2 separate regions of the Mus musculus genome follow, and region 2 is linked to region 1. A link is a contact called in public HiChIP or PLAC-seq data. All regions are on one chromosome and are shown on one strand. Each heading gives the region's core, a stretch centred on a gene start, on an enhancer-like site or on the middle of the called end of the contact. The rest is flanking DNA. Distances are from core to core; before and after follow the strand shown.

Evidence for each region. HiChIP or PLAC-seq counts read pairs in DNA pulled down with a chosen protein or histone mark.
Region 2: an H3K27ac HiChIP or PLAC-seq map of embryonic stem cells shows a contact between it and region 1, with 16 read pairs. The contact joins the enhancer-like site here to the promoter of Col13a1 in region 1. A contact is called at or near these places in 2 of 39 promoter capture datasets (embryonic stem cells and hippocampal neurons), 1 of 15 datasets of contacts at CTCF or cohesin (stem cell-derived epiblast-like cells), 12 of 484 Hi-C or Micro-C datasets (the HL-1 cell line, the N1E-115 cell line, embryonic fibroblasts and 6 more), 9 of 115 datasets of contacts at active chromatin or transcription factors (double positive thymocytes, embryonic stem cells and stem cell-derived neural progenitor cells) and 2 of 9 other capture datasets (embryonic stem cells and pancreatic islet).

What each region holds. Positions count from the first base shown.
Region 1 is chr10:61,976,344-61,983,457 of GRCm38.p6, forward strand. It overlaps Col13a1 (collagen, type XIII, alpha 1), which reads right to left and starts at 2,765. Exons shown (of 41, transcript NM_007731.3): 1 at 2,006-2,765. The coding sequence starts at 2,293.
Region 2 is chr10:61,926,550-61,933,849 of GRCm38.p6, forward strand. All of the region lies in intron 2 of Col13a1 (collagen, type XIII, alpha 1), which reads right to left. Gm30121 (a long non-coding RNA gene) reads left to right here. Exons shown (of 4, transcript XR_380479.3): 2 at 4,994-5,156; 3 at 5,268-5,393; 4 at 5,649-5,907. Among named protein-coding and RNA genes, the nearest start is that of Gm51766, 11 kb to the right of the region's middle. Within about 2 kb of position 2,647, at least 46 of the 459 cell types and tissues checked have an H3K27ac peak or open chromatin away from gene starts, as enhancers often do. A contact at or near this core is called in the N1E-115 cell line, embryonic stem cells, liver and 2 more, where this site is marked.

The DNA of each region.
Region 1 (7,114 bases), core at 1,515-4,014:
GCCTTAACTCCCATTTGAGGGACATACACATCTTTCATTAAATCCTTTGGTAGCTTCCCATTTCCCCACTTCTCCATCTGGCAGTCCCTTTTTGACCTGGGTTGCCTCTCCCAGTTCCCATGGTTTAGATCGCCATTCACAGCCCCCAAAGCAGCCCTGCCCCCACCTCTAGCTCCATCCTCCAGAGCCCATTCCCTGGGTGGTGGTGGGGTTGTCTTAGCACAAAGCCTGATGCTTGCCCCCTCGTGCCAGGCAAACTCCTATTCACACCTCCTGGTCTTGCCCTAAAAATCACTTCCTCAGGAACCCACCTTATGTTGTATATAAGACATTTCCTGGCCGGTTTTCCTCTATTATTGTAACGATTCCCTCCAGACACGGTGTCTACTCATTTTCTTTCTCTGTCCCACTCAAGTTCAGGAAGACTGAAGTGTTCCCCCGGAGCAGTTGTCCCCCACCCCACCTCTGCTAGCTCTCAGCGATGGGTGCAGAGTAAGGAGGCTTAGCTCTAACACTGGATGTCATCATATGGCCCTGAACAACCTACTGCCCGGCTCAAGAACTTGGTTTTTTCCCCCTCTGTAAAATGGGGTCACTTCTTATCATCTTTGGGGTGCTTCTCAGTTCGAGAGGCGAGGGTCAAAGAGTCATCAGGGTAAACAGAAGCTTCTGCTTGAAGCAGGGGACTCGACAGGAGAGACAAACGGGAGGCCTGGAGGTCTGGCACAGGGATGCACAAGAGGAGGCCTTTGCCACCCTCTTCAGTCCACACAGTGCCCCTCCCCCACTCGGCAAGCCCAGAGCCCAGAGACTGCCCCCAAGCCTAGGGAACTGTGGGTGGCCTGACTGAGTCTTCTTAGTTCTGACCAGTCATGGCAATGGGCTGTAGCAGCAAGCGTGGGCCACCCTCTATGCTGTAGCCTGTGACTTCCCCCATGGGGCCATCTAGGGAATTACTATAAAAGAAGCACCCAAGAGAAACCTAACTGCGGGAGAGACCTAACCAACCCAATTAGATCTGGCTAATGCTCGCCATCATTCTGTAAGCTCAGAGAGGTTACAGTATGTGTCCCAGTTTGCACAGCATCCCAATAAATCCCAAGATAGGTAGAAAAGGACAGAGCTACTTGCTGGCTTTTCAGCAGCACCCTTTCAGTTACTATCTCACACACCTCCCATTGTGCTCTTCAGATTCTCTTAGGCCGCCAGCCCCACTCCATCTTGGGTTCCGCTTTCCCTCCTTATCGCCCACACCCACACTCCGCCCCACTGGAGTCTGCATTTCCCGCCTCCCCAGGGAGGATGGCATTGCCACGAGCACTCTCAGGATTCCCCGAGCAAAGACATGCATTAGTAACTTTTTAACTACCTGGGAAGGGAGACTTTTGAGAGAGAGCTGCATCCTTTCCGCAGTTGCAGGGATTGAGTTAGGATCATTCCAGAGGCCACAGCCGGAAGAGTCATAGGTTAACGGGACCCTGAGGAGGACTGAGCCAGGAAACTCACACTTGGGCCCTAGGGGCCAGAAACAGCAAACAGGGACCAGCAAAGAGCAATCCACTTTAGAAATTGTCCCTTTAGGTCCTTAAATGGCTCACTCTCTTTCCCTGCTTCCAAATGTGACCATAAAACCAGGCAGCACTCACCCTCGTGGAGCGGACAGGGCCACCAGAGCCCCCCTGCAAGCGTGCACCCAGACTATTTCCCGCAACCAGCCCTGGCGGCCTCTGCGCACCTTTTGCGCGCCCTGCTTTTCTCCACCTGACCGCCGCGCGCGTAGGGCGCCCCCAGCGCAAGACCCCGGGGTCTCCCGGAGCTGGGAGGTCCCGCGCATGGTGCTCTGAATACCTGGCAGCTCAGCAGCGATCCCTACCCACAGTTCTAGGACAGGCAACCTGGGCGAGCGTGCAAAAGAGCGCCGGCCCGTGCCGGCCCGTGGAGTCCCGGGACTGCGCGAGGGGGCGCCTCGGGGTGGGGATAAAAGGCAGCAACAAAGGGCACAAACCTCGTCCAGCAGTTGGTTGACTCGTCCCAAAATAGCTTTCTCCATCTGCTGCTCCCCGCGCTCTGCTTCCAAGCGCAGCACCCGGGCCTGCAGCTCCGCGGTCCGAAAGTGGGCGAGCAGGCTGAGCGCCAGCGAACACAGCGCTAGAGCCAGCAGTCCGCAGCACCCGGGGCTCGGCAGCCTAGCGCACTGCTCAGCCAGCGCCACTGTCCCGGGCCCCGGAGCGCCCAGCTCCCCAGGGCCGCGGCTGCCAGAGGCTGCCGCTTTGCGGGTGCGCTCCGCCACCATGCCCTCGCGTCTTGAGAGCCAATAAATAAATAAATAGAATAAATAAAAACGAGATCCAAGAGGCGCGATCCAAACTGAGAGGCAAGGGGAAAGGGGGTTAACGTGGCTAGAGGACGTCCCTTTCCTTTGCTCGCCAAAGAGGACCGAAAATGAGCAGTCGGAGTCGGGAGCAGCCAAGAGCCACCAGCAGACGCGATCGGAGTACGCCAAAGTAAGAAAAAAGTTATTTCGAAGAATGTTCCAAGTTCGGGGATCTGGCCCCGCTCCCCACTCTTTCCCTTCTCTCTTCTGCAGAGTTCTCGGGCTGGTGCGACGCTCGGGGTCCTTCTGGGTGTTTTGTGTCTCCGGGGAGAACGGGTGTCAGTCCCCGGGCGAAGGGGCACGCATGCAGGGCCCCATGGGCAGAGGTGGGTCGTGGCTGCAGTGAGCCGCGCTGGGGCCGATTCTGGCGCCTCTGTAACTTGACACAGCCGGCGCGGCCGCGCGGATCGGATGAGCGCCGGGCGCTACTTCCCAAACTAATCTCCTGCGCCCCTCCCTCGCCCTCCTCCCGCTCCTCCTCCGCCTCCTGCGGGGCTGCGGCTGGGGTTTGTTTATTTATGCAAAGTCGCCTGGGGTGGGGGGCGTGGTGTGCGGGGCCCCGCCGACCTCGGTAGCCCCCGTCCGGGGCTCCTGGTGCCCTTTGAAGTGACACTTGGGGTTATTTATAGGCGGGGAGGGGGTATGGGGTGGAGCGGAGGCTGCGCTCCTTTTCCCGTCCAAAGATTCACACTCAAGACCTCAAAGACATAGGGACCTGGCATCACAGCACCCCGCTTTCCCAGAACATCGGGGACCCTCCTGCCACCCAATGCACCGCACCACAGCACTCCTCTTTCCTAGGGCCTGGGTGGTGGGTGGTGGTGGGTGTGGGGGACCCTGCGGGCAACCTGTTGAATCACTGTCTGGACGCCTGCTTGGTCCTGTACGTCCTGAGTTGGGAGATCTGCAGTGACAGCAGACAATCTCTCCCTCACCATTTCTACCCAGGGCCCTGCTCTTTGCAGGTGTCTCTGGTGGGACCATGCCACCAACCACAGATTCGCTCAGAGTGGTAAACCCAGCGCCTCGGGGCAGCGGTATTGACCCCCCCCCCCACCTTTTCTCTTTCAGAACTAAACCTAAAGACCTACAGAACAGAAATTTATCAGGGGTCACGCCCATCGCCCGGGTTTATCCTAGGATGTCTAACAGGCGCGGGCGGGTGCGGGGAGGGGGGCGGGACTCTTATTTATGTTGAGCTGAGACGCATAGCAGACTAGCCAACCTAGGATTGCAAGCCATCAAAGGCGGGCAGTTCTCATACATACACACTCCATCTCCCCTTATCCACCTCAAAGCTAACCCTGTGGTGGCTTCCTTGACTGCCACGAGCTAGTGGTCTTTGGGAGTTCTGCATTTGGTATTTTCCTCTCTTTTCTACCCCCGCTCCCCACTTTGAGTGACGTTTGTCAGTAGACTTTTCATTTCCTTGTGCCTCTAGACACTCCTGAAAATGAGGTGGTGGGGCTGAAGCATCGGGCAGGGGAGGGTAGGCTGGCCCTTGAACTGTGAACCGGAAGTGGGGGGTGACAGAGGTGTGGGAGTGAGCGTCCTTTCCTAGTAACAAGGCAAACTTTACATTTTGCATGTTGACCAGTGAGAAGGAGCGTTATATGCAATGCAAACATTAGTGTGGAGTGCACACCTAACGGAATGGGAGCTTGTAATACAGTACTTATATAGACTTAATGTAAGACTGACTGCTAGGTAGTTGGATACCACGGAGAACTACTACGAGGCTAGAAAGCAATGCAGCTGACAGGACTGGTGCCCAGGAAGTCCCAATGTCAAGATTTCCTTGATGTGTCTCATTAACAAACAGGCCTCTGGGTCTCCAGCCTGGTCAAGGGATATCTCCTCCCAGTACAAATGCCTGAGAACTCAGAGGCACTCAGAACCACTAGGGGGCGCTGGAGAGTTTCTCAGCAGCAGTGTTCACTACAGGAAATTGAGCAAGTTGAGGCTTCTTCACGCCCTGCCCGGATCAGTCTGAAATGCCGTTTGAACTGACACAGCAAAACTGAAAACATTTCGGGCCTGAAGTATTTTTGAGATTGGTGTTTCAAGACTCAGGTAGCCTTGGTGTGGTAGCCTGAGTTGAGCCTCGCAATGGAAAAAAAAAGTTCAAACCCAAGGCTCTAAGTGACCCCATGCAGTCAGAAAAATGAATGAAAAAAAAGCCCTTTTCCGATGGTGGGTTTAAAATAAACCAGGTGTAGTGGTACGAGTCTGTAATCCATGCACTTGGAAGGCAGAGGCAGGGGGATGGTAAATTCAAGGTCATTCGTGGTCACATGGTGAGTTTGAGGGCAGCGAGGGCTATATGAGATCTCATTTCAAAGAAAAGCTAACTAAATAAAATGGGCTTATAATAAAGGATCTAGATTTTTCAGGAGGATTTAAAGAAGAGGTGAATGTAACGCAGACAGTAGGCACTCAGTAAGTAAGTAGTATCTCATAGGAGCTCATGGCTGCAGGTGCAGGCTGACACACACACCCCTGCTGCCTCCTCCATCTACAGAATGGGAAAAAAATTGGACCCAGGAGGACAAAATGATGACAGACAGTGTGCACCTCTCCATAGCTGGAGGGAGTTTTGCAACAAGTGAGCTTTGACTGAGCTGAGGGACCCCCTTACCGTTTCTTCTGCATTGTCTCAATATCTTCCTCTGGAGGTTCTTTGGGGCAGGGGTGGCTTGGTTTTTGTTCTATTTTTCTATTTTAGGCATCATTTCCCCTTGGATCAATGTTGGAACAAAATTAGGCTTGGTTTGAGTCCTAGCATCTAAGGACTCAGAGGTGAGAAGCAGCTAAGCCATGTGCCCATACAGCTGATACATGAGAGCCATGAACGAGAAGACACTGAAGAAGAAAGGACCTTCAGGGATGTCCAGGCAATACAGCAGGGATGTGATGGTCTGGAAAAGGTCACTAGGAATTTCTGCTTTGTAGCAAAGTAGGGGGCTTCCAATCCTAACGAAAGAACTGACTTTGATCTGCAGTCACAGCTTGGGTAACAGTTTCCTCCCAGATTGAAACATTTCTGAAACATTTCGTCCTACAGGGAAGCTCCTTAATCAGGAAGGTAAACAACTCAAATGAGCTTCAGGAAGTCCCTGAAACTGACGAGATTCACTAAGCCCCTCCCTGGAAGAGTAAGCAATAAAAGCTGAGAGAGCAGGAAGCTGAGCTGCAAAGAAGACTCTTAAGAAGAGCAAAGCTGCAAAGAATGGACTGCCTGGAAGACACTTAGACCAGAGTCACTTGGAAAGGATGCTCTCCAGCCTGTTGAGTTGCCTGCAGGCTGTGCAGTATGCTCCAGATTCCCAGCTTTGTGAGCTGTCATCAATACTGGGGAGAGCTTTGGTGATGCAGCTGTCTGAGTCGTTGTTGCTCCTATAGGTCACCCTTTACCTCTTCTCCTGTAAGTAACTCCATTAAAGCTCATTGGTTCACCCTAGCTGCACTTTGGTGGTATCTGCACTTGAGTTGTCGTGGGTTCTCTATCTGGGGTGAATAAACGTGTGTTGCATCTCCCCAGGTTGTGTCACACAGCACAGCTACAGATGTAGGAAACCTGGATTCTGGAGTGGAGAGTCCAGGAAAGCCATGCCTCTATCCATTCAGTCTGTGTTGCTCTTCAGGAATGTTCTGTAGTTTTCTGCATTGTGCATTTGCCTAGCTCTCTGCAACTTTGGGGTATGTCTTTTGCACCCGGCCCTCACCTGGCCCGGGGTTGGATGTGTATAGGGGGAATGGCCAGTCTTATGAATGAATGCCATTTTTCTTCTCTTATGTTCTTGACAGCATCTCTCTTCTTCCTGATACCTCCACCACAACCCTGACCCCTGTGAGTGGCCGTCACCACACCAGCTCTGTGACTGCTGCTTGGTTCTCCAGGTGCCCCTTGTTAAAGGTGGCAGTCAGGCCCCCTGGGAATTACCATAGTGCATCTTCTGGGCTGTTCTGAGCACAGCCCTCACCTGGGTCACATGTGGAGGCCACAGGGGATCAGAACCTGTTATTCATTCAGCTCCAATCCGTTCCCAGTTCTTCCAGCAGCCATGACCACTTCCTCTCAGTCCTTACAACTCTGGTAGGGTGAACCCCATGCCAGGCCCTATAGGACTTACAATAGAATCTAGGATCACCTAGGGGATAAACCTGTGGGCATGTCTATGAGGAAGTTTTTAGATTACATTGAGGAGGGAAGTCCCACCCTAAATGTAGATAGCACCAGCTCAAGGCCTGGGATCCTGGGATAATAAGAAGAGCCCCAGCTCCCCTCTGATTTGGCTTCTTGACTGAACACAGTGTGATTGAACGCCACATGTTCTTTATAGCATGCTTTCCCTGACCTGATGGACAAAACTCTGGATCCAAATCAAAACTTTTCCCTCCTTTAGTAGCTGTTGTCAGGGAGTTTGTCTGCAGCCAAAAAAAGTAACGAATACAGGAAGTAACCTTCTTCCTTGACTATAGGGATGGAGTCCAAGATGGAGTTAAAGATTGGCCAATTCAGGTTCACAAGAAAGAGGCAGGTAGGATGGGTGGGGCAGAGTTTCTTTGGGAAGAACCTGAACCGACAGCCCTCAGGATTTCAGGGCATTGTGGCACCATTGCTAGGTAGGAGGAAGCCAGGGTTGAGAACCGCAGGCTTGTGATACTCTTTGAGTCCTTGGCTTCTGCTAAACTGGAGGCTTATCCAGGCCTGAACTCTCCCGACTGCGGGTCAGGTCT
Region 2 (7,300 bases), core at 1,397-3,896, 50 kb before region 1:
TCCTCTGCTACTCAGGAAGTTCAAAGCCAACAGGAATGGGTGAGATCCCATCCTTAAAAGAATAAAAAAATTGCAGGCTGGGGGATATGAGCAACAGAAGTGTGAGAACCAGAGAGAAGCCTTCAACCCTGTCCTGCCCCAACCCCGGAAGTCCTCATCCTACAGCTTTGTTCCCAAGGCCACAGCTGAACTGCTGCCACCCATCATCCCCTGAGGGCAATTTCAGTGACCACTTTCCTGTAGAGTCCATGGAAGTGAACTCCCTGTCTGGCAGGATGCTGACAGCCATCGCTGCCTTGCCCTTTGGTGCAGAAACTGCCCCCTCTCTGTCTGTAGTTGCCCCCCCCCCCCCGTTTAATGAGTGCTTTGGGATGGGCTGGTAGGTGGCTGGGAGGGGAAATGGGGTGTGTAGGACTCCCTCCTATGCCTCCCCTGCCGCTGTCCTCCCTTCCTCTTTCTGTGTAGAACTTCAGCGTTATTCCAACCAGCTGGTCCTTTCTGCCCACACAGCTCTGCTTCCCCCAGTTCAACTCCAGACTTAGCTAGGAAATAGCTAGGGTGAATGCCTGGGGCCACACATCCTTGGAGGGAGATGAAGTGAGGCAGCAGGAGTAGGAGAGACCCTACTGCCACCTATGCAGGTTTTTCTGCCCCAGGAAAAGCAGCCCAGAGACTCTGGGGAAGTGGGTGCAGGTAGGTAGTCACAAGCAGTAGGCCTGGTTATAGGGCCTTGCCTAGGGAAAGGAGGTCAAGTCTAGTCTCTGACAGGCTTCAAAGGGGCCACTCTAGTGAGAGAAAGGGAGAATGTGTGGGAGAAGGAAGAGGAGAGAGACACTGAGTGACTGGGGATTGAATTTAGGCCAGGCTTGGCAGCAAGTCCCTTTACTGGTCAATCCATCTCGCCTGCCCCCGAAATAGGCTTCTAAATGATTGTATTGCATTGACTAGCACACTGTGGGCTGACATCTTCCCCATCTTCTGTCTCATTACCCTCTCTGCATTGTTCTTTCTGCTCCTCACAGCCCTGCCCTAAAGTAGCGCCACCACAGTCCACACAGGGCAGAATGGACCACAGAGGCAGTACAGGTTGTGTCTTCCGCAACCCTCCTAGCAGGGTGGGCGTTTCTATTGCCCGATTTTGCGGATGAGTCTTTTTTAGGACAGAGAAGTAATTTGTTCAGAGTCACACAGCTGGCAAGTGGCAGAGCCAGCATCTGGAATCCTCTATGGAGCCTGCCCTCCTGACCACATACAGATCTCTTCAGCTGTCAAAGCAAATGAAGAATCAAGACTTAGACATCAAGGAGAGCTTGAGATGGCTACAGGGGGACCCTGCAGTACATCTTTTCCAAGTCCCTTTGAGGACCCTATAGAATCCTTTCTGGGCCATCTTCCTGTCACTATCATCTTTGTCCCCTACTTCAGTAGGGGACAAATCAGATCCACCCGGGAAGAGTGACCACCACCCCACAAGTACATGCGGTTTCCCATTGTTCTATGAGCAGTGAAGGGTCTAGGAGCTCCACCTGCCACCCTCAGAGGCCCGAGGAGTTCCCAAGGCTTTCTCAAGAGGCCAGGGGCCAGACCAGGATCTCTGGCTTCCTTGCTGAAAAGACTTTCAGGACTAACCAGTAGAGTGAAGGAGAGTTGGGGGTTTGCTTTTTTAGTTTATCATGATCATGGGTGTCCATGTGGGTATTTATCCCTTTGCAACAGGCAGTTAATCCCCACTGATCCACACACTGGCCCATACCTGGGAAGATAGCTGGTGAGGTTTTAATAAAGGCTAGGAACATAGAGGAAAGGAGATAGAGGCTCTAGGAGAACGGAGGGCATGCTGAGATCTTGTCAGCTACTTACAGAGACTCACATGCAAAGTGCCCAAAACAAATGAAATTTTTGACCTTGTTACTTGTTAGCTGTGTGACCTTGGGCAAATTGCTTAACCTCTTGGAGTTTGAGTGAGTGCTAGCACCTACCCTGTTGGATTTGGAGAAGCAAATGAAAGACCACAAGTAAAGTGCCTTCATGGTGCCCGGTTTAAAGTTAAGTATGCGGTAAATGGGGTTACAGCAGCTGTGCTGGTTATAGGAGGCACGACAAAGTGACATCCAATTTCAGAAGCATGTGGCACACTTAGAAAGCTCTTCTCACATACAGGCCACCGTATGCGATGTTTTATGAACGTTGTCACAGGCGGATGCCAGTGGTGGCTCATTTTACACACAGGGGCTCTGCAGCACAGAGATGTTTCCTGCCGGGGCCTCAAGCTAGGGAGGGGCAGGCTGGTCCAGCTGCTGACCACGCTGTGAACTGCCTCTCTGAGGAGATGCTGAAACTCTGGAACTGCAAACCCAGCAGGCAGGGAGATAAGCAGGCAGGATGGGCCAGGCTGGGCGAGCCCCGGTTAAAACAGAAAAGACTGATGGCTGTCTCCAGCTCTGGACAGTGGGACACGTTGTGTATGTTCTTCTTGCTTCCTTGGGCCCCCCGACACTTCCAGGCTGGGGTCAAGAGTGTAAAATCCCAAGTGATGGAATCTCTCGCAGGTCTCACGGGTTGTAGATTACGGCTGGATTCTGCAGACTCAGGCCAAGGGCAGGCATTGTTCTCAGGCTGAACAGTTTCCGGGCATAACCCCACCCCACCACACAGGGCAGAGGGGCTGATGGCCACACACAGATGGGGACATCAAGTCGGTCAGGGGGGATGGGCTGTGTGACGAAGATGAAAATTAACCAGGGCGGGCTTTGCGCTTTTCAGGGCGGACTCGGTCAGCTCAACTCTGCTTTATTTTGATAAGAATCTGGAATCCCAGGGTCTCTGAACTTGAACCTGTCACTCTTGACTGAATCTCCCAGGAGCAACGGGATCCTCCCATATGACCTGCTGAGGTCTTCCCAAGGAGAGTGGCTTCCTGCCCCATCCCCCACCTCACCTCAGGTCCTTCCCAGGAAGTCAGCAGTTATGCAAGCCAGGGTCCCCTTTCTGTGACCCACAGGGACAGCGGGTTCTCTGGCAAACACTGTGTGCGCACAAGGCGGACCACACCTCCTCCTCCAGGCTGTGGATTCCGATCTACCGCAATCCCATGATATTAAAAAAAAATTTTTTTTTTTTGCTTTGTTATTCCCTTATCTCCGTGCAGATGTCAAGCCCCTCCCCCCCACCCTTTGGCTTTTTTTTTTTTTTTTTTTTTTTTTTTTTTTTTTCCTGCATAGAATTCTCTACTAGGCTGTGAGGGTTTTGGTGGTCACAGGCTTTGCACATCACTCCAGGAAGAGTTGAAAATTAAGGACTGCATACTGTGTAGCTGTGAGGAGCCAAGCAGGCAGCAGACAGAAATGCAAAGGACTCTGCTCCTCATAGTGTGACAGGGAGCAGAGAAGTCTAGAGCAAAGTGCCAGGGCCTTCTCTGTGTGCCCGTGCCCAAGATGGACTGGGCCTGATAACCCCTTGGCTGCAGCTGTTAGCCCTCCGATCTTGAAAACACCCAAGAAAGTGAAAACTTAGATCTTAAATACAAAGTTCTGGTTTCAAGATGTTGGTGCTGAGTCAGCAAAATCTGAAAAGCCTTTCTGCAAGCCCAACAGAGCCTTGAGACCCATCTGGTCTGTGGGGTGCTAATTCCTCACACATGTTCTCTGTGGCCCTCTCACATCCACTAGTTTTAATTGCATGGACCAGAGTGGCTGGCGCTGATTGAGTGTGTTTGGCCGGTACTTGTTGAGTATGTGAACGGGAACGGAGGGAAGGATGGATGCAGGGTTCTCAGCTTCTACCTCCACTGAGCTACTACTCAAGAGAAAACATTCTTAACTTTGTCTCTCAGTTACCTACATTTCAAGCAGCTGTGTGATGTGCCCACAAGGCCACAGTTAAGATACATACATGGAACTCTGCTCAGGGAGACCTAAAACAAAACAACCTTCACCGCCGAGGCTTGAACAGGAATGGCTTCCATAAACTCATGTGTCTGAATGCTTGAATGGCACTATTAGGAGGTGTGGCCTTGTTGAAGGAAGTGTGTCACTGTTGGGGTGGGCTTTGAGGTCTCCTATGCTCAGGCTATGCCCAGTGTGGAATCTAGTCTCTTCTTGGTTGCCTGCCAAATAAAGTCTCCTACTGCCTTCGGCTCAAGATGGAGAACCCTTGGCCCCTCCAGCACTGTGTCTGTTGCCATGCTTCCTGCCATAATGATAATGGACTAAACCTCTGATAGAGTAAGCCAGCCCCAATTAAATGTTGTCTTTTATAATAGTCGCTGTGGTCATGATGTCTCTTCTCGGCCATAAAACCCTAACGAGGACAAAAACTGAAGACCCCTCCCCACCCTCAATGGCCCCAGCAAACCTTCTGAGCTTCCCAGGGAGCCAGGATGCCAACTGCTTTATGTGCCACAGGAGGCAGGACTCTTTCCATTACCCATTTCTGATCTTAGGGATACAACTTAGCAAGTGCTTTAACTTACAAATGAAACACCCAGGCACCACAGGAGAAAGAGCTCATCCAAAGTCAAAGGAGAAGTGGATAACGGGGCTGAGATTATCCTGAGCCCAGGTGACTGCAAAGATCATTCCTATTCCATGCTAGCACATTGCTCAGAGAAACAGGAGCCTTTCCTTCCTCTCAGCAAGGACAGTGGTGCAGTAGCCATTGAGAGGGGCCCAGCTTTTCATGCCAGCCTATACTCAGGAATAGCAAATCCTGAGTGCAACCCACTAGAACCTAAAATAGGTCCCATGCAGACATAACCAATCGATTTCATCGACTGCACTTTGGGCAGTCATAACTAATCAACCAGAGCTGCCATATTTGACTCGCGTCTTAGCATTCATTGTTAAAATGGCTCTTTAAAAACATTAGAGGCATTCTGTGAAATAGTATCACTCCTAGTCACACACCTTGCAGCTACTATGTTTCCGATTTCTCCTGTCCCTCAGATGTTCAGGGATATTATTGAATCCGTTTACTTTTCTTTCTTTTTCCCAAGGCAAACACATTTCTACCTGCACGCATTTCTCATGACTATCTAGGAGGCCTGAATGACAAGGACCTGGATTATACACAAGACAAGACATGAGGACCATGGTATCATAACATCCAGAAGAACACAGCTACTCTGGTGGCTTCCCCTCCTGTCACACTGACTATGAGTAAGAGAAGATGCTGCCCAGAGGGGACCAGTTCCAGAGGAGGGTAGGGCGTGGTATCCTGTGTCAATTCCCAGGAAGGGGCTCCCACACCCGACCCTCTGCTCTACTCAGGCACCCCTCAGCTTTGCAGCCGGACAGCTTTGGAGCACGGAAGCATGAGCACTGCATGCACAGGAAGAGGCTGGGTGGTCTCTGAGAGCTGTCTGCCCTAGGGGCTGGGAAAGCACAACAAACACGGTGAGCAGCCCCAGCCCTGACCCAGCATCAGTTTGGCAATGATGACTGCTGTCCACATTCTCCTTAAGCCTTGCAGCTCTCTCTGTCCAGGAGCCAGACCTGACCGGTTTCCTGGACAGGCAGTTCAATTTCCCTCTCTCCCCTGATGTTTCTAAAATGGGGTAGGTCAGAGGAGGCTACAGTCTTAAGTCAAAGCAGTCTGGGTCAGCTATTGTGTAACAGTTTCCTCTGAAATTGAAACATTCCATTCTACAGGGATCCTGCTCCTAAAGCAAGAAGTTAAACAACTCAAACGAGCTTCAGGAAGTCCCTGAAACTGACCAGATGTCATTAGGCCCCCTCCTTGCCAGAATAAGAAGTAAAAGCTAAAGAGTCCCTGGCATGCTAAAGGAAGCTGAGCTGCAATGAAGACTCCTAATCAAAGCTGCAAAGACTCTTAAGATCAGACCAGCTGCCTGGAAGAAGCAGAAACCAGCTGAGCTGCCTGGTAGAGGATTAGACCACCCGAGGCACCGAGAAAGGATTTTCTCCAAGGGGCAGAGCTGCCTACAAGCTGTGTGCAGTATACTCCAGGTTTTCCTAGCTGTCTCTGAGTTATTTCTGCTCCTATAAGTAACCCCTGACCCGTAGCCTGCAAGTCACCTCAATAAAACTCACTGGTTTGCCGGACAGTGGTGGCACACACCTTTAATCCCAGCATTTGGGAGGCAGAGGCAGGTGAATTTCTGAGTTTGAGGCCAGCCTGGTCTACAGAGTTAGTTCCAGGACAGCCAGGGCTACACAAAGAAATCCTGTCTCGAAAAACAAACAAACAATCAATCAATCAAACAAACACCAAACCAAAAAACCCTAAAACCCTCACTGGTTCACCAAGTTGAACTCTGCTGGTATCTAGCAGATGGACTCTGCTGGTATCTTTGGTCTGTCATGGGTTCCCTATTTTGGGTAAGTGTGTGTTCCATCTCCCCAGGGAAAAGATTTTTGTCACACAATACCAGCTGAGGTCACTTAGCTTCTCTACTCGCCTAGACCTACCTACTTTCCTCCCTCCCTTCAAAAAGGCATCACAGACAGCAGGCAGCCAGGATTCCAGCATCAAGGAGATCAGAGCCCAGTCCTCTTAACAGTGGGTGACAGTTCAGGAGTCAGCAAACATAAGTCACATCAAGTCAAGTCTGGCCCTGGCTTGACAGGCAGAGTTTCCCAAAGACACCTTCCTTCCTTCTCACTACCAGAGAGACTCCAAAGGCCCCGGGTTTGACCTGCTCCATGGAGTAAAGAATGCATTCATGGGGTGGTACTCCTGTGCTGGGCAGGCTGCACATGTATTCCTAAGTCTCCCGTGAGGTCCTTAGGAGATGTAGCCATATTCCCACCCGTCCCACTGGAGACAGAGCAAGACTAATCGAAACTCTTATATGGCACTGAGATTGGAACTCAGGGCTTGTTGACTCAGACATTGCTGATTATGGTAGGCACTACCTTAGGTTGCACAGTCAGAGCTCCCATGGAGCTCCAGGCTCAGAACTCATGGATTATCGTAGATCTGCTTAAAGAAAGGTATCGGGCTGGAGAGATGGCTCAGCCGTTAAAGACTAGGCTCACAACCAAAAATATAAGAAAGGTTGGTATCTTATTGTTGTTCTTGAGCCAGGGTATCTATCATGTAGGCTAGGTTGGTCTTCAACTTGCTTTGTGTGGAAGGATGACCTTGAACTTCTCATTGTCCAGCTTCTACCTCCTGAATGCTGGGATTAATGGCATGTATCATGATCTCCACTTTACGAAGTGCTAGGGATCAAATCCAGGGCACTGTATGTGGGCAAACACTCTAGGGAAGGTAGACAGCCTTTCAGTAGCCACGGTCCAATGGAACAGCCTTCCTTTGCCTCATTGCACTGAGCCCA